Linked DNA regions of Mus musculus: region 2 is linked to region 1. Evidence: chromatin contacts called from public HiChIP or PLAC-seq data. All regions are on one chromosome and are shown on one strand. The core of a region is the stretch at or near the end of the contact, and the rest is flanking DNA. Distances in the headings are between cores, read along the strand shown. Region 1 has its middle 52 kb from the start of Gm30471. Region 2 has its middle 170 kb from the start of Gm30633.

The links. HiChIP or PLAC-seq counts read pairs in DNA pulled down with a chosen protein or histone mark.
Region 2: a contact with region 1 is called in an H3K27ac HiChIP or PLAC-seq map of VIP interneurons, with 7 times the contacts expected there. The contact joins two enhancer-like sites. A contact is called at or near these places in 5 of 484 Hi-C or Micro-C datasets (cerebellar granule neurons, cerebral cortex, cortical neurons and 2 more) and 2 of 115 datasets of contacts at active chromatin or transcription factors (VIP interneurons and neural progenitor cells).

What each region holds. Positions count from the first base shown.
Region 1 is chr8:23,594,838-23,597,670 of GRCm38.p6, reverse strand. No RefSeq gene overlaps it. Among named protein-coding and RNA genes, the nearest start is that of Gm30471, 52 kb to the left of the region's middle. Within about 2 kb of position 1,455, at least 9 of the 459 cell types and tissues checked have an H3K27ac peak or open chromatin away from gene starts, as enhancers often do. A contact at or near this core is called in VIP interneurons, where this site is marked.
Region 2 is chr8:24,214,202-24,217,181 of GRCm38.p6, reverse strand. No RefSeq gene overlaps it. Among named protein-coding and RNA genes, the nearest start is that of Gm30633, 170 kb to the left of the region's middle. Within about 2 kb of position 1,476, at least 27 of the 459 cell types and tissues checked have an H3K27ac peak or open chromatin away from gene starts, as enhancers often do. A contact at or near this core is called in VIP interneurons, where this site is marked.

The sequences.
Region 1 (2,833 bases), core at 206-2,705:
CGTTTCCCTGGATATAGCTTTTCCAGCAACAGATATAGATGCCAGGGAATGAACTTTGAATACTCGGGTCCAGCCAGCACTTTGAGGAAAGGTGGCATTCTTTAGTATTATTCTGCAGAAATCGTTTTTTAGGGAAAGCCTACAGCAAGCAACATTTGGCTGTTTGATTACTAAGTCAGCTGTGAGCAAGAGGCCCATGTCCCACCCGGAGTCCAAGCCAGCTGTTCTGTTGGTTGCCTCTGCCATGTAGGACTTGGGCAGGGGTGGGGCGGTCCTGAAAATGCTGTCAGCTTCCAGGCAAGGTTCCTCCCCAGCTGCATCTTGCATCTGCCTCCCTTTGGGTGCTTGACTGTGAGTCACTTAGTGACACCTGCTTTCTGCTTGGAGAGACCACGGTGGCCTTCTGAGTCACACAGCTCAAAGTTCAGCAACAGCACTGTGCCTGCCAGGCTCCCTCCAGCGATGGATCACGACCAGGTGATTAGATGCTGGGGGGCGACCAGGGAATGAGAGTGAGGGTCCCAGAATCCCTAGTATGGAGAAGTCTTCCTCCATTGTCTAGTTCTGTGTCATCTCCATACCTGGAGTTGGGTTTATGTACAGAGATTTTTCTTTTCTAGAGTGATTATCTCATTTTTATTCATGTGTGCACATGGTTGTTTGGTTTTGTTAAGCCAATTTTTAAGAACAGTTCTCAGCACCTAAGAGGGGAAGTAGCCAGCCACAAGACTGGGGGAAGCCTCCCCAGTTCCTGAAGGAAGCAGGAGCTTGCGGGTCTGAGTGGGGAGAATCATTCCCCTGCCATTTTAAAGGGAGCGGCAAGAGAAAGCATTGCCTCCCACCAGGACAAATTACCTGAAACAGATACTGAGATCGTATCCACACCACAGTGAAAGAAAGAACTGCATCAAGGGGCGCTGCAGCTGTGGCTATCCACCCAATTGTTCTCCTTATCTCTCCCTCCCATACCCCTCTCTAACTATTCCGATTGATCCATTATGCGCACCCATTGAAATAGTGAAAGCTTTATTTGTTTTGATTTCTTTTTCTAAATTAAAAAAAGAAACTGTAATAAACAAACCTGACCAGTATGTCTGAGCACATATCCCCTCTGACATATTAACAGAGCCAAGTCAACATAAATGACATTTGGCAAGGATTGCTGTGAAACCCTGCTTAAGGCTGCGATGGCCGCGGAAGAGCGCATTTCCCGGGGAAGGTCTGCCACCGTGTGGAAGAGACTGGTGTTGCAGCTGTCTGTCCAAAAATCCCACAGCCCTTTGGGGGACTTCTTCACTAAGGACAAAGGGATTTTCTGAGCCAAAGCCCAGAGGTTAAAGCATAGCATGAAACGCCTCATAATTATTCTCAGCAAGAAGCCAATCCAGTCCCGCTCTCAATCATCTTGGAGCAGCAAGAGATATCAGCAATTAGCACTGATTTGGCTTAAAATGCCGGTCTCAGGCTCATTCCCTCTGAACTAGATAGCGTCTCTCCAGGAAAGACCCATCTACTAGAAGTAAGAAAGTTAATACTCACCTCGAGATATTTTATTTTTCTTTTTTTATTCATTAAAAGATAGCAAGAAAGGGGCAGGTTGGCTGGATTTTTTTTGTCATTACTTGCTTTGGGTATTTTCATGGCTAATAGACCACGGCTGTAATATCTACTTAGGTCCCCTTCTCAATGTACCTGGGGTAGTCAAGTTTGAGAGAGACATTCCTCCCACTGCAGCCATCAATCAGCTCCTTTGAGTCATTCAAATAATCCTATGGACAGAGTCTGCCTAAGAGGTTTGAGACCGGCCAAACACGATGGTCATACAAGACAGCAGAACCCTCCATCCTGGTGGGAAGGGTCTGCTAGTGACAAGGGGGGAATGTTTTAGCCAGAGCCCAGATGGAATGGGTGGCTTATCCACTTCGGAGATAGTACCAGTTCTCCCACACTACAAGGAGCCAGAGTAACAGTTCTAACCTGCCTCAGTAAAGCTGAATTGAAGGAGCTATGACCTTCTTCCTCGTCTCTCCAAGTGCCATGAATTTCCTTTCCCACTACTTAGGCCACCAGAATGAGCGTTCTCTCAACACTTGTCTGTCTCCCTAGTTGGAGTTCCCAGAAGGCTGGAATTGTTCCTTTGTATCTGCGGCCAGGATGGAGCTTGAGGCCAGACAGGGTAGAATACTTGTGGAGGAAGACAGAGAGAAGAGGGAGGTGGGACTTGAGTTAGTAGCCCTTGATGGGTGTTGGTAGGTCCTTAGGTGACAAGCTTTGTAAGTGCCTGTACCTCAGGCCCACATGCAAACAGTCCACTCCATACTATTCAAGGTCACCACTTACAGGTCCCCTCGGCAATCAGCAAGGACTAACACAAGTTATCTTCTCTGCCCTGATCTGTGCTGGCATTAGGTTAGGATGTGGCTCTGGGCTTTTGAATTTCCAACATCACTTCTGTAAAAATTCCAACCTGTACAACCGAAGTTAAAATAGGATATGCCACATACTTCATTTAATCCGCTCTTGTGTGAGGGTCAAGTTTTTCCTTCCTGGTTTTCTTCATGTAAAAACAAAAGGTGCCATTGGTAGGATGCATACCTGACACAAAGAAACAAATGCATGCCCAGGACTGTGTTCATCTCCCCGGGATTTTTGTGCAGAGGATAACAAAATTTATGCAACATTCACATCCTTCTTTGCCTGTTAGCAATATGGTCTGAATCTGACTCACTGTAATTAAGAGCAATCTCTCTCCTTTCTATCCCTGTGGAGACAGGTCCTCTCCATCCTGGTCCAGTCAATCGGTCTCCTCTTGTTGTATGACTTTCCCTGGGGA
Region 2 (2,980 bases), core at 227-2,726, 620 kb before region 1:
GAAAAATCAATGTGAGTGGGTGGTAAGAAGTTAGAGGTGGAGGCAGAAGTGTTGCTTCTGGTGCTACCTAGCCTTATATCACAGTTCAGTGAAATCCACGGCTACGTTCTCTCTCCTGTGTCATTTCTATATAGGTTATGAGCCAAAATACGTGCGCGTGTGCGCGGGCACACACACACACACACACACACACACACACACACACTCACCAAGAAGATAGCTGTGACTCTGGTTACAAATGTACTGTGAGCTTTCCTCCCCTCTGTGCAGATGACTATGTATTTTAAACCCCTCCAGTGAGCTATGTTTGGCTTTAAAAAGCTGGTGCTCCAAAAATAAGGCCTGGGCTGACTCACAAGTCCTGTACCCAGAAAAGAGGTGGTTGAGAAGGGGGGTGGTGGTGGCTGAATACAGTGGGAGCCCTGACCCAGGCCTGGCAGTTAAGGGCCTCAAGCTGGAGCCAGCCTTTGATATAGTTCTGTTGAAACACAGCCAGGTTCATCACGTAGGGACTCTCTAAGATAGATTTTTGGGGCTAACATGGCAGCAATTCAGACTGTGTTTAGCCTAAAATGATCAAATTTTATTATGTAACCCTCAGAGTTTGATTATATCTCTTTGCTCTCCTGACATGGGAACATATTTGTGTGTGTGTGTGTGTGTGTGTGTGTGTGTGTGTGTACATGAACTCATTTTAGTACCTTATGATGTAGTTTATAGTTTATGATTTTATTTCCAATTGCCTGATAAGGAAATAACTTCAGACAGACTATATAAGTATATGACCTTTCCATCCCTTGAACCTGTCCAGGATAAACTGGAATTCATAATCCCCAGGGCTTGTCCCTTCAGTTGAAGTTCTTAGACCTGCCTCTGTTGGTCTAGTACTATCCCAAGCCAGAGTTAAAGACCTCTAGAGAGAGAGTAAATCTGAACACATCTCTTGCTTCTGGGGAGGGGGTGTGTGGATCTGAGCTCCCCATTTGTAATATAAATGAGATGCTCTCATTTTAAAAACAGAATCCAAATCATTAACAACTTGAACTTACCACAACGTGTTTCAGTTACTACTGCTTCCCAATACTGCCATATATCCTTATATTAAAACTCCTCTGTGACCCCAGAGAGCCCGGGCAATACACCCTCTTAAAGATACGTGATAGATATGATCTTTAAAGATCATAAGGAGATGGCAGGCTGTCCGGGGGAGGGAAGGCTGCCTCATTCTCTGCTGCTTCTAGCTCTGTTTGTGTCTTTGCGGTTTCCCGGGTTGCCTCACATTGCAGCTGTGTGCTGCTAGGTCCAAACACTTGCTGAAAATCAAAATGCAAGTTTGCTCAGAATCTGGAGGGGGCTTGTGTCTATAAAATAAGGACAAAGAGAAGGCACTTACTTAGTTGGAGAAGACTCTTTTCTTTTTTCTCCCTGTTAATGGAGTGTGCTATTTTTAACTTCCCATCAGCCTGCAAGCGCATGTGCAGTAACTGGCCCAAACACATTTGAATGATGTCTCTGCGTCCCTCTGTGACATGGTGCAGAACCACAGCTCTGCACTTTGCATTTTTATTGTGATGAAGATATTTTATGACAGCATTTGAATCTTAACAAAGATGCCTGAAAATAAGTCATTTCTAGATGACTCGATGAAAGGAAGGTGACCCAGAATAACCTCCTTTCTGGTAACGGGCTGGACTAGGTCTGGGCTCCATGGCAGTGAGGCTAGTGGCTGCCACATTTGGAGCCTGGAGGTATTCACTCTTATCTGTCCTGTGATGCCTGCAACTCTGAGATCCAACCCAGTTCTCTGTAATCTTTTGTCTCTTTCTCCTTTCCTACCCCTGTTGTATCTATTGTCTGTGTCTTGTGTCTATTCATGTGCACATGTACACACACACACACACACACACACACACACACACACACACACCTGCATACTCCAAATTCCAGCCAACAGAAACATAGTTATAAAGATAATTGGAGGACCTGAAACTCTCAGAGAGAGGATTGTGTTGGAATCCAGAGACTCTAGAGGAGGAAACAACCCACAACTTTATGACCAGAGAGCATCTGGATGAAGATGGTCTTACTAGGGGAAGCTAGGTTCATGCCAAGACTTCCTGTAGCCACTGGACCAGAAGAGGGGTTGCTTGGAAGGAGCAGATGCCAACACATTTCCATAGACTTCCCAAACAGAGGGAAGAGAGGTCCCTTGACTTCTATCCCATCCTTCTGTGGTTCATTCTCTAATCAATGACTCCCAGTAGCTGGAACTCAGCAACCTACCAAAAAACTAGAAGACTTGTCTTTTATGGATGGTCTTGAAACACGGACAATTGAAAGGCTCCAGCTGGGTTGATTTAAGAGACAATAGTCAGAACACAAATCAAAACAAAACAAAAGATAAATGAACAAACAAACAAAGGTAACTTTGAGCAATACTCCTTTCTTTCAAACTAAGGCTAAAGCAAGTATCTCTTGTCCTGGGAAGATGCCCTCTTACACATACAACTGCCTCTACAGATGATACAATGTATCCCAGTGAAAACAGGAGAAAACAAAACTGGATCTGAGCAATGGGGAGATGGGGCACAGAGCCAGAGCCACGTGGGCTGTGCTAATGCCTAGGGAACAGACAGATGTATCAGCACAGCTTCCATATGAGCAGCTAGTGGCTTGGGGAAAAGGCTTTACAAAGAAGGGGATAGAATGCTCTAGCTGGCGAGCATAAAACATCATAGAGCAGAAAGGCTAGCCACGTCTGTTCTTTTATATAGAACCCACACGTTAAGCATGCTGCCTAGGCTGGCAGAGACAATCCCACCCACCAAGCTGTATTTAGGACAGCTACATATGTTGCCTGTCTGTGTTGCCCCAGTCCTCATTTGCTTGACCTTGGTTTTCTGATTCCAAAGACTTTGCTTTGATCCCTGCCTCTGGCTCACCTGGCCTGCTGTTCTGAGCAGATTTGGGTTCAGTGTGC